Linked DNA regions of Zea mays: region 1 is linked to region 2. A link is a contact called in public Hi-C data. All regions are on one chromosome and are shown on one strand. Each heading gives the region's core, a stretch centred on a gene start, on an enhancer-like site or on the middle of the called end of the contact. The rest is flanking DNA. Distances are from core to core; before and after follow the strand shown.

Region 1 (6,683 bases), core at 3,725-6,224, 600 kb after region 2:
TTTTCATTCTTTTTATCTGTCAACATAGCAGAAATATAACGATTTTGCACTCTAGTTATTGCATTTGACGCTCTGTAGTGTAACACTCGGACAAGCTGTGGATACAGGTTTAGGAACATACAATCTTCAAAAAAGCGGCGGATCTCTTGAAGGCGATGCGGGGGGAGGTCCGAGATGTCCTTGTAGTGACGGAATTCAGGGTCATCAGCACAGACAGCTATGATCTTATCATCTTTCTCACCCTGATGATATTGAACAACAATTAAATAAGGTGCAAAGAATTCAGCCATGGGATAGAACTAATTTACGAGGAGAACTGCTATATTCTACAGAAAGATCTTATGCTGGCTTGGTCAAAACTGACACATCAAATGGTCTCAAAATTACGTGGAAGAACACAGTGAAATAGCCCCTAGCCAAAGGTAAAACAGAGCAAACACTATGGGATCAGGTGATGGAGAAACTAGACCTGATCGATCATAGGCATGAGCCCAATAGCACGAGCTCGCAGAAAACACCCAGGGACAACTTGTTCCTTCCAGAAAAAGAGCACACAATGTTAGCGTAAAGCTGATAACGGAAGGCTATCGAAATGCTACATAAACACATCACACCTGCATCAGTACGAGGACGTCCATGGGGTCGCTATCCTCACAGAGTGTGCGTGGAATGAAACCATAGTTATGTGGGTAAACAACAGAGGAGTAAAGGACACGATCCACCTGTAATAAGCAATCTCCGGTTACCTACTGTCAATGTGAAAAAAAGAATTGTAGCAAGCAACCCCACCATAACCCTTGGTGTTACTAATGGAAATATTGTCAATAACACATTATTAAGACATGTTCTTTTTTTTTCCTATATAGAGACTGCATTTTGTATGGAGCAGTGCCAATTGCATCTTGGCGTAGGCACACACATCAACGAGATTTCAGCAATACTGCTGTATCCAACAGGGAGTTCATGGTGCACATATTTACTAAGTGATTCCAAATTTAGAAACACCAAAACAAAATTTAATGTGCTGAACATGAAATAGGACCTCACCTTGATCAGACCAGATATCTTGTCCAACTCATACTTAACCTTGCTGCCTCTAGGAATCTCAACCACCTGGCAATTGAAAAAATGTGCACATAAACTTACTTTATAGGAATCAAGCAAGTACATGATAAGATAGTTTGAGATATGTCGAAGAGGGGTAAATAAAGGAGTGCAGGCTGCAGGAAATAATATGTACTGTACTAGACTAGACTACTAGCATGTAAGTATATCTTGTTTATACAAAACCGTTGATTGGTGAGTACTATACCCCAACAACACAACTCGAGGCACGATTGAGCTAGCACATCATGTATCTGTACTACAAGACAGTTTGAGATATGTTTGCACCAGTAGATCATATGTTCATATCATAGCCAAAATGATGTGCAAATTCAAAAATCATGAGACTGATTAGGTAGTGGTAACTTAAGTTCTATTGCCCCACAAGTTTCAATAGACCTAATATATGTAGGGAGGTTATAAAATATGGAGTCCATGACTGCTAAGCAGGCCATGAATATCGGTCCCTATTCACATATGAAGCTTAATGTAAGTACGAAGATAAAAAGCTTCAAATTGCTATCCATCAGTAAGATCAGAATTAAGAACACCAACCATATTTGTAAATTTACTAGTAAAAGTTAGACTTACACAATTGAACACTTCAGGAGCCTCTGGTCCTGCATTTGAAAGGTACACGATAAGGCAAAGAAAAAACAGCAAATCGCTTAGAGCAGAACACTAGTGCATTTTGATATTCTTAAAGACTTAAAACCATGAGGAGACCAGGGAAAGGAAAGGTGACAATACCATAGTCTATGAAACAAGTATAGCAAAATGATAGAAAGAAATGATGAAGAACAAGTGTTTTAGTACCTATCTCCAAATCATGCCATGGGTGAGCAGCAACATTTTTCTCGGACACGGAAGAAAGGATACCCTCATTGAGAGCAGCAGCTCCAGCCATGACTATGATTTAAGACAATTTCATGAATTCAACAAGTTCTATAATTCAAGAACCATAAGAGGCAAGTTAAATAGCTCACGCCACTTTGTTGAGTATGTGCTCAAACAATAGGTAAGCATTGCCTAAGTGAGTAAGTAGACTTTAGCAACCAACTTGTACAATTCTACACTAAAATTACTGGCACCATATCCATGACCTCACATTTTTTTCGAAAGCACAAGAGAATTGCCGTGGGCCCATGGCAAAAATTTACTCCCTCCATTCCAAAATATAGTTCTTTCTGGCCCACGTTTTTTTCCGTCCACATTCATTCCAATAATAATGAATATAGACATACATACAAACTACATTCATATGTTACTTAATGAATGTTTGATTAGTCTAAAACAAATTATATTTTGAGGTAAAAGGAGTATTAGATAGGGATGAGGAAAACCACACACAGAACAACTGAACAAAGCCGCCCATCCCTCCCCCCCCCCCAAATGAACAACTGAACAAAGAACTTCTTAGTTTCTTGCTTTGTTGTCATGTCGATTTGTCAAAGGAGAAAAAACTCTAAGGTTCCGTTTGTTTCATTGGAATTGAATTCCATTCTAATAATCATAATTTAGACACAAACTAATTAAGCTAATATATTTGTATATTATCCTAAATCATATGAGAGAGATAGTTATACACTACACTTATGCTATAGAGAATCAAGTAGAAGAGTGTGCTATAATTTGTATATTAGAAAAGTAGCATTCAAATATATAGAATCAATTTTCATCTCTCATCCTATAAATTTGAGGTTGATTTATATATAAACTTTGGAAAGTTGTGGGATGACTAATTCTAAAAAAATAGTCTACTCTATTAGTTTAGATTCCAATTCCTTAAAATAAAGGAACAAACCGGGCCTAATCAGAAACTGGATAACTTTTGGAGCCATCAGGCATGGAGAGTAAACAAATTGAGAACGCAGTCAACCTAGCACGTCGTGGATGGCCGCACCAACCATCTTGCGCCCTATGCAATAGACCTATAGAATCAGAACTCCATCTATGCCTAACCTGCCCCTTCGCTCATGAGGTCTGGAACACAGTTCTTGCTTGGGAAAGCTTTTCCCTGCCGCAACATGTGGATTTGAGCAACATCTCCAGCATTGGCGAGTGGTGAGAGAAGACGGAGACTCTCTTTCCGCAAGATCGCAAAAGGGAGTTCAATGGCCTGGTCATCTACACTACGTGGAACCTTTGGAAGGAGCGCAACCGAAGAATCTTTGAGCATCGCTCGCTGTCACCGCTCCGGATCGCAGGGAGAGTGAGAGAGTGTGTCTTGCTCTATAAAAGTGCGTCTAACCGCTTTGGCTTGTACTAGGGTTGCATGTCGTGTTCCTTCTTAGGTGCCCGATACTAAGACCTGAGTGTGTTCCTTCTTAGGTGCCCGATACTAAGGCCTGAGTAGCTCCTGCCACTTCGTTCCAAAAAAAAAATTGAGAACGCAGAAAAGCTCTGTCTCCTGAGTAACTTCAAAGCCATACAAAAGCAGAAAAGGACAAACGGAAAGTGGCCTTCTACGTTACTGCAGATAGCATAAAGAAAGATGCCAATGAACAATGCCAAGTGAAATTAATGTATGTACGGGATTGCCACAGGGCGCGATTTGATTAGTACATACATACTCAAGCTTTTTCTATGCAAGCTACCTAATCAAAACTAGCATGATCTTAGTCAAGCAATATACGAAGAGATGACATCAGTATCCTAAACAACTCCGCACGAGACAACATGAACAACCAAGTCCTGAACAATTGCAGCACCACCTTCTACAAAAATAGGAATCGTGCACACACGGTAGTGCTAGTACAAAAAAAACACATGCTCGCAAGTACTGAATAATCGCAGCACCGCCTTCTACAAACATGGAGTAGAACCAGATGGGAAACAGAACAATTGTCATCACCAAAAAAAAAAACAGAGGACGGATAGAGTGCCAACGAGGTTGTAGTGCAGTGCAGTGCTGCTACATGTTTATAGCAAACTCAGCATGCATAACAAGAAAGGGACGCTCTCGAAAAGTGAAGCAAACAAAAGCCACACAGCGTAATGATCCTGTCCAGAACAAATCGAAGCCGATCCAGAGTAACATAATTACATAACTCGATCGCCAGAGTAGCATAACTACCGAGCCGTGTAAACAAATCCACTATTGGTTTTACGTAGAGCAAAACCCAATACAGGAGTGAAATCAAAACAAGCCTAATAAAAAAAAAAGGATCCATGCGGAAAGTTCAGATTGAAATAGGATCTAAAACAAGGAAGAGCACATTCGTTGGTTATCAGAAGCATCCCAAAAGCGTATTTCCGAATTTCGCCAGACGTTTTTCCATTATACTACTGATAAAGTGGGGAACAAAAATGTTGATGCCGTTTGTGATACTACTAGCAGTAGTAAAGACTAGTACTGAAGGGCACCAGAGTTTAGGAAAAGGAATTAGGGAAAAATGAATCAGAAACAGGATATAAGAAAAACACATGAAACCTGCATAAAAACGTAGAAAAGGGGGAGGGGATCAACGAAGAGAAACGGTCGCAAACTAAACTACCCGCCTCTGATCACTAAATACATCACCAACAGATTAAGCACAGGAAAGCGCACCATAGAAGCGTCAAGGCCAAGCTAAGGACCCAACCGAACGGGCGCATGCGCATCGGCGAGAAACAAAAACACACACACACACGAACGCGCTCAGGGGGCAGGGCAGGCGCACGAAAACGGAGAAAGCAGCGTCATCAGAAGGTGAGAAGCACGAGCAAGCGATGGATCAGAGGGAAACAGGAAGGAGGAGGCGCCCTCGCCACTCACCGGAGCCGATCGGATGGTCCCTTCCCTGGCCCGGTGGCGAGAGCGAGAAGAGGCGAGTGGCGAGGTGGCGGAGCGGCCTCGAGTTCACTGCTGCTGTCCAGGGCTCCGGGGCTGGCTGACTGGCTCGAATCAAATGTGATATTTCCGGCAGCTATAGGCCTTCGCTTTATGACGGGTGGGCCCCGGCGTCCCATCGACTCATCGGACGGCCGCACGACCGTGACGTGGACGGTGCCGATCGCGCCACGCGAGGGATAACGCGCTTCAGGGGAACAGGGCGGAGTGGAAGGCTGCACACCGGCACCGCATCTGATTTCCCCGTCTCATCACAGGCCACGGCGGCGAAGGAATATACTTGGGAATCGGACGCCACGCCGTGGGAAGACCTCGTTCACCGCGGGAGTGGACCCTAGTCCCTAGACGCGGAGGCCGACGCCCGTCCGTACAGTCGCGGGTTCCATTCCGGGGCTTCGAGCATTCGAGGGCTCGAGGCCGGGGCCCGGCGAGAACCCGGGCGCGCTGCCTCCAACTGCTCCACCAGACTGGCACGGCACAGACCATGTCGGCTAGTGGCCGCCTAACCACTCGGACAATAAGCCCGCCCATGAAGCTGTCTAGTTCGTAATCGTAGCAGTCCAGCAAAAAGCGTGGCGTGCCGCCTGCGGAAGTTGTCTGCGGCCCATCCGTACTTCTGCTACTGGCTACTGCCTACTAGCTTGATACCCAAAACCTCCCTACCTTTTTTAAAAAAGAAAAGAACAAACTGATAGCCAAAATTCACGTACCTCAAATCAAAAGATTATTATACGTCCACTCCCAAACTTTTGCAACAAGATATTGCCAACACAGATGGTATAGCCGTATAGACATTTATTCGGCTGGACATATTTGTGTACTCAGTAGTAGCATATATGTGTACCATATAGTATATACATAGAACAAGAAAAACATGGACCATGACAGTTGATCACGTAAGGTGAATTATATAAAACAGAAAAACCACCACCACAAACGGGATTTCGACACGGCCGAACCGCACGAGGACATGCTCTGCCAGGTTTCACTGCGGCACCTCAGGAATCTTGGGCTCATGCGACATGCTCTTCCGGTGGATGCTCATGAACTTGGCAACGAATTCTGAACAAAGAGAAAACGATACTTCAGGGAATTCCGGTGGTTGACAGAGCCAATGGAAGACGACACGTAAATGCACTGACAATATGCCTTGTCCGATAGCAACTCAAATGGACCCCGTGCCCAAAATACAAAAGAAAACTTTCTAGTACCACAAGCACTAGTTATTGGAATGCAGGGGAAATAAATTACCTTCCAATTTAAGCAGAGCACTTGCACCAACAGGCAACCTCTTGTCCTGAAATTCATTATTCTCATATATTAAAATTGCTCACCAGGGAAGTGCATGCTGAACTGGATGGTGTGAGAGAGACAAGCTCACATAGTAGGCATGCCAATAGTAGACTTCCCTCTTCACGCCAGTCTGAATTCCCTTCAAGAAGAGTTCTACGAGCTTCTGCAAGAGATTTGAGAATGAAGTTCATATGCATAGTTATCTCTGTTGAGAAAATAGTATTCCTGAAGCACAAAATAAATAAATAAATAAATAAATAATAACAATAATTTACCTGTAACAATATAATTTCTAGTTTGCATAATTTACCTGGAGTATTAGTTTAGGAGGTACAAATTCCACCAGGAGTTTTTGGAGCTTGCCTCGTGCCAGAAATAACCTACACAATTTTTCCCCATCTGTTATGCAAATGGACTAGTAGGATGCAATCACACAAACTGTTGCACATAATGA
Region 2 (6,780 bases), core at 2,386-4,885:
ATGGGATCCTAGCAAGAGACCAAAGGCCACAGAAGTCCTCCAGCATACCTTCTTCCAGGTAACAGTATTCCTTCTACTTTATTTTTAGTGGCAAGGTTCAGTTATTGTCTCCTCAGCACTGTAATAAGTTTTCCTGTTACCCATATTTAGGGTTGTACATGTGTTCCGCTTCCTGTCCGTCGGAAAGCTTCATCGCTTCCTAAAACACCTCCATGTGGTTAGTTAACAGACTAGTATTTTGCTTTGTACCTAATTCATTTAGGATATTGTTGTTTTACATATGCTTTGGTTCATTTGTTGTAGTTGGATCAAAGAGAATTTCCGAGAACAGTGTTGCTAGAAGATTCTCGACCGGGACTCTATCTACGATGAAATCTCATAGCAATGCACCTGCAAAATCAAACGGTTTATCTAGGACTGGTATGTTTCTTATGTGTTTTACTTGGGCTGGAGCAAGCAAGATCTACAGGGTTTAGTTTGATCGTCTATTTCGTTTACCAACATTACAGGTGTACAAAGAAAACTTCACTTGGATCGTCAGCCACCGCAGAAGAGTACAAAACCGACCGAGAACAGCAATAAGCTAGCTACAAATCGGGTCCCAGCCCGGAACAGCCCAGGCAAGTTCGCTATATAGGGTTGCATTGCCCAACCCCTTGCATGAGATTTGGGTCTTGGTTTTTAGAGCCTTCTTTTCTCGGAATTGTAGGGAATCCTGTACTTAGGCATTCACGCAGCTTGCCTGAAACTGGTCGACGAGCAGTACAGAAGGTCTCATCAATCACAGAGAAACTGTCGCAAATGTCGGTGACCTCCAGAACACGAAGCGCCGTGAAGCCTGCCGCCCCGACGATGAAGGCCGGACATGGCAAGTCAGACTTCCTGGGGAAGTCTGACGATATCCCTCCGGCAAAGAGGCTGACGAGAAAATTGGTCAGCTAAACAAGGGTACGTAGAGTGAAAATCCGATCATCTGCAGGAGGGTGGAGGGATATGGTGTATAGTGTGCAGGAACCAGTGTGCCGAAGAGAGGCTAGCTCATCCTGAGCGTTTGCCTGTCGATGGTCGCGCGGATTTGCCATCGCCACAGTTTTGCTGCATCGAGTCATCTTAGGAATGGCTTTGCAAACTCCTTTGTGGAGTGCTAGAGCCTGCTTCGAGCCTTAACCCTCTTCCTGGCCTTCGATCTGCCTTTTGCCTGCGTCAACTTTGCCCCCATGTTTTAATAAACATGATGTGTGCTATTAATTTTGTCTTGTTCATATCTTGCTGGGATGGACGTTTCATGTTTGGTTTGAATGTACAGGTACAGTGCACAGGTGAGAACACCGTAAAATGCCAATTTCACGTACTGTATGCACATGAGTTGTCACTCTCCAATATGGATAAAGTATTATACCAAGTGGCGCTAGAAAATACCAATGTGGATGATTGGAAAATGTGAGCACGGTTAATCTGAGATCAGTACGATAATCAGTAGTAGTATAGTACTCCGTCCGTTTGAAAATAGTGGTTGTTTAAGCGAGTGTGGGGATCCTAGTTGGAGATTTATTCGCGATGAACATAGATGGAAAAGAAACGTCCCTCGCAAACGTTCGTGAATTTGTGGTGATTTTTGTTAGAACTTTTTTTGTCACGATAAATTTCCTGTTGCGATCCCTATGGGCACCGGGCACGAGAGAAAGAGAGCAGCGGTGGGCTAGCTAGCCCTAGGCAAACTAAGAGCAAGTTTAATAATATAACATCTAGCGGGTTTTATAGTGTTATCAGGTTTTATAGTGTTATCATGTCACATATAGCTAATTAAAAACGTAATCATATAATAAACCTCTCATTATATAAGCTATGCATTTAATATTTGTTTCATCTCTTTCTCTCACAAAGCGTCTTAGAATTTGTGAGCAACCCACTCTCATATGGCTATTAGTGAAAAGTCCACTTTCTCTCTCTATGTATTTACCTTTCTTACACATCGCCATAAATCTGGCATTGGCATCTCTTGTAGCTCGTCTACATCATCTCATCATGGGCGGACCTAGCCCCCTTACATACATGCAAGTCTATTGGAGAAGGTGTAGGGTATAGAAGAGAGGAGTAAGAAGAGAGAAAAATAAGTCTTTCGCTCCATTGGAGAACGAGGTACATGGTAGAGAGGAAGAGAGAAATAAGCCTCTACCAGCTTGTGCTATCTCCGCAACTGGTCACTAGAAAATTAGCCCCTTTAAATCTATTTCTAGGTTCACCACTTCATGTTATTATACTTGCTCCAAAGGTGGCATAACGTCATATACTCATATGTGTATGCGATCGTGTCGGGTTGGGTGCACACACTGCTTGTGTGCATCCTTTGCTAGAAAAAGGCCACTCGAACTCAGTGCTCAGTCCCCTTTAGAACGCGGAATTTTCCGTGTGTTTTTTCTATAAAAATAAAGCCATTTTCGTCAATTCGTGCATTCCAAACTAACACTCCAAACGTAGTTCAGTTCTGGTTGTTGCTGCGTGGGAGCGAAAAAAATGTTGTGCGTCCTAGATGTAAGGCTAGCTGCAGCGCCATCCGCTACACCCGCGCTCCCCTTTCCCTGTAGCGATTTAGAGCGACGCTCACGCTGCAGCGGCGCGCGCTAAACGGCTCCCTACGTGCTACAGGCGTAGGGGAGGACGCGCACGTCCCCCAGATCAAGGGGAGCACTGTAGCGCCCTCTTGCACAGTGCTCCCCTATTTAATAGTTGAACAAAAATAGAAATAAAAGATGAATAGGGGTAGATAATAATATTTTATAGTTGTAGTGGAGTATAGGGGGATAATATAGGGGAAACCGTTGCGGGAGATGAAAATTTAGGGGGTGAAATGTTGATGATGTGACGCAAAAAAGTGATATAAGGGGGAAAATTTAGGGGGAACGCTTGCGGATAGCCTAAATGGGGATGTTTGCAGCCCCTCGCAATTGCTGAATGGGCCCAACAAAGATGTCCAACCAGCTGGCTCCACGGCTTTGGCTTCAGGCGTTCTGGCTAAATCTTTTCGTGGCTCCATCATGCGGCTTTGTTTGATGAGCAGTTACGGCTTCACGTGTTGGCATAGCAACTCTCATGGTTATGGCCGAGAATCCCAACCTATCCCATTGGACACTGCAACCACCAGACCCAATCTCGGCCACCGATCCTATCTCCTATACAGCCGCCACCTAACCTATCTGCATCTTCCTCATCTTTCGCCACATCTAACCACATCCCCTAAGGGACGAAGCGATCGATAGCGATGAAGTGATCGGCGACGTCGATGTTCTTCGACGGTAGGGTTTCTATGTTTTTGTTGGATGTGGGAGGAGTCAAACGATCAAGGCTGACCTTGTCTTATTCCGTGTCGTCGTGAGCAGCGTATGGAGCCGTCCAACCGATGGACTTAGAATTTGCAAGCTTGATTCTCATCGGCTCAAGGCACTTCTTCGTTAGGCCCGTTCAGCATGTTGTGAGGGGATGCAAACATCTCGGTTTGCATCAAAGATGCACAACTTTTTTTAATGGGAGCATTTGTTCGTTGGGGAGCATGATGGCAACGCGACACTGCTTGAGTCTGTGACGTTGCTATTCCCCCAATGTCATGTAGCTATAGGGACTGCTTCAGCCCGAGAAAGGGATGTTGCGCTCTGTGCAGCTGAAAGCCAAGCCCAAACTCGACCCACCAGAGCAGACTTCAAGGCCTATAAAAGATCGTTTTCCCACCAGCTTCCTATATATTGAGAGGTGAAGGTGTAACAGGTCAAAGGATAACCCTAATCGCCGCCGCACCACAAGAGCCGTTTGTGGTGATTTCTGTTGGGAATTTTTTTGGAACGAGAATGGGGAGCTATTCGTGAACGATAAATTTCCCGTTACCATCTCTATGGGCACCGGGCACGAGAGAAAGAGAGCAGCGGCGGGCTAGCTAGCCTTAGGCAAACTAAGAGCAAGTTTAATAATGTAGCATATAACGGGTTTTATGGTGTTATTATGTCACATTTAGTCAACTAAAAGCTTACTTATATAATAAGCCTCTCATTATATAAGCTATGCATTTAATATATGTTTTATCTCTTTCTTTCACAAAGTGACTAGAATTTGTGAACAACCCATTCTCACATGGCTACTAGTGAGGAGCCCACTTTCTCTCTGTGTGTATTTACCTTTCTTACACATCGCTATAAATCTGGCATGACATCTCTTGTAGCTCATCTACATCATCTTATCATGGACGGATCTAGCTTCCCTTACATCCATGCAAGTCCATTGGAGAAGGTGTAAGGTAGAGAAGAGAGGAGTAAGAAGAAGAGACAAAAATAAGCCTTTCGCTCCATTGGAAAACGAGATACAGGGTAGAGAAGAAGGAAGGAAGAGAGAAATAAGCCCATTTAAACCTGTTCCTAGATCCGCCACTGCATGTTATTATACTTTCTTCAAAGGTGGCATAACGTCAGATTTGTATGCGATCATATCGGGTTACGTGCACACACTGCCTGCGTGCAGCCTTTGCTAGAAAAAGGCCACTCGAACTTGGTGCTCAGTCCCCTTCAAAGCGGATTTTTCCATGTGTTTTTTTTTGATAAAAATAAAGCCATTTTCGTCAATTTGTGCATTCCAAACTAACACTCCATACATAGTTCAGTTCTTGATGATGCTGCGTGGGAGCGGAAAAAAATGTTGTGCATTCCAGATGTAAACGGGGATGTTTGCAGCCCCTCAAAATTGCTGAATGGGCCCAACAAAGATGCCCAACCAGCTGTCTCCACAGCTTTGGCTCCAGGCGTTCTGGCTAAGGCCCTGTTTGGTTCCCTTAGTCACTAGACTAAATTTTAGTGACTTAAGTTTAGTCGCTAAAGTACTCCGTTTGGTTCCATTGACTAAACCGGACTAAAAGGCATTAATTGCTGTGAATAATGACTATTTTACCCCTATTAATTAATGAATGTTTGCTATAAGAAGAAAGTGGAGAGGACAAATAAGGTAAAAATACTACTTTAGTCCCTTTTAGTCATCCCTTAGTGACTAAAGAACTAAAATTTAGTCACCCCACTTTAGTCACCATGTTTACTTCTTTAAAGACTAAAAGTGACTAAACTTTAGTCACTAAACTTTAGTCACCCCAAACCAAACAGGGCCTAAATCTTTTCGTGGCTCCATCGTGTGGCTTCGTTTGATGAGCAGCTACGGCTTCACCTGTTGGCATAGCAGCTCTCATGGTCATGGGCGAGAATCCCAACCGATCCCATCGGTCACTGCGGCCACCAGACCCAATCTCGGCCACCGACCCTATCTCCTGTACAGCTGCCGCCTAACCTATCGGCATCTTCCTCATCTTTCGCCACAGCTGACCACATCCCCTAAGCGAAGAAGCGATCGATAGCGATGAAGTGATCGACGACGTCGACGTTCTGCGACGGTAGGGTTTCTATGTTTCTGCTGGTTGTGGGAGGAGTCAAACGATCAAGGCTGACCTTGTCTTATTCCGTGTCATCGTGAGCTGAAGCGTATGTAGCCGTCTAACCGATGGACTCAGAATTTGCAAGCTTGATTCTCATCGGCTCAAGGCACTTCTTCGTTAGGCCCGTTTAATAAGTTGTGAGGGGATGCAAACATCTCGGTTTGCATCAAAGATGCACAACATTTTTTTCATGGGAGCGCGATGGCAACACGACGCTGCTTGAATCTGTGACGTTGTTATCCCCCCGGTGTCATGTAGCTCTAGGGGCTGCTTCAGGCCGAGAAAGGGATGTTGCGCTCTATGCAACTGAAAGCCAAGCCCAAACTCGACCCACCAGAGCAGACTTCAAGGCCTATAAAAGATCGTTTTCCCACCAGCTTCCTATATATTGAGAGGTGAAGGTGTAACAGGTCAAAGGATAACCCTAATCGCCGCCGCGCCTCGCCCTTGCCGTATCGTAATTGCGGACCTAGCTATCCGATACGTGATCACTTCCTCCCTATACATATGGATACCTTAGAGGTGCTGCATCTAGAGCACTTGAGCGAACCGCGTGAAGACGTGAAAGGTGTCGCTGACTAAACGACACTTCTCAACACATTACCGATTGAACGACACTATTCAACGCGTTAACAACTGAACGACATTGTTGCTCGACACATCGCCGACTGAATGTATCTGCGCGTCTAGTGGTAATACCATGATCTATAACTATTGTAGTTCCTAATTTTATGAATTTGAAAATTTTGTTTTACGCTAGCGTAGTCTCTCCATAATCCTACAATACCTTCTTGCCAAGGGCTTTCTCAAAAGACCCTTATGCTTCATAGCCCTGGCAATGCCAACCTTAGGGCTTGTTTGGAAACAAAGTATTTTAAAACCATTATTTTAGAATAATACGATTTTAAGATGTCATTTTTTATATCACTTTTAGCAATACGTGTTTAGAAACAAATTATCTTAAACCATGATATTTAGTGTGTATATATATATATATACTGTATTTATATATTACACCTGGGTGCATTCAATATAGAGAATGCACCCAGGCCGAACCTACGCGTCAGGTCCGAGCCAACCATCCCACCTAGGCCGTCTTCGTTCCTCCCACACGTCTTCGTCCCTCCCGCACGCTCCCGACAGAACCTTTTCACTTGCCCACGCCCCTCTTTCTCCGCGAACGGCTCAACCTCTTCACATAAGTTGCAATCACACCAGACCAGCAGTTGCAATTACACCAGACAGCAGTTGCAATCACACCAGACAGTAGTTGCAATCATTGTTTGTTTTAACAGATTTTTGGACATAGTTATATAGAAGTT

Evidence for each region. Hi-C and Micro-C count contacts between places; a contact is called where the count stands out from the background.
Region 1: a contact with region 2 is called in a Hi-C map of ear, with 1.6 times the contacts expected there. The contact joins the promoter of LOC100284187 here to the enhancer-like site in region 2. A contact is called at or near these places in 2 of 25 Hi-C or Micro-C datasets (ear and endosperm).

The regions. Positions count from the first base shown.
Region 1 is chr4:165,023,524-165,030,206 of Zm-B73-REFERENCE-NAM-5.0, forward strand. It overlaps LOC100284187, which reads right to left and starts at 4,975. Exons shown (of 9, transcript NM_001157083.2): 1 at 4,862-4,975; 2 at 1,921-2,013; 3 at 1,696-1,724; 4 at 1,048-1,113; 5 at 615-722; 6 at 470-535; 7 at 122-242; 8 at 1-16. The coding sequence starts at 2,011. LOC103653964 (Replication factor C subunit 3) reads right to left here. Exons shown (of 12, transcript XM_035967380.1): 9 at 6,540-6,609; 10 at 6,318-6,392; 11 at 6,188-6,233; 12 at 5,638-5,998. The coding sequence ends at 5,922.
Region 2 is chr4:164,424,961-164,431,740 of Zm-B73-REFERENCE-NAM-5.0, forward strand. LOC100192489 (putative protein kinase superfamily protein) reads left to right here. Exons shown (of 18, transcript NM_001137709.1): 14 at 1-58; 15 at 151-217; 16 at 304-420; 17 at 510-620; 18 at 710-1,297. The coding sequence ends at 942. Among protein-coding and RNA genes, the nearest start is that of LOC100285750, 8.7 kb to the right of the region's middle. Within about 2 kb of position 3,636, at least 17 of the 20 cell types and tissues checked have an H3K27ac peak or open chromatin away from gene starts, as enhancers often do. A contact at or near this core is called in ear, where this site is marked.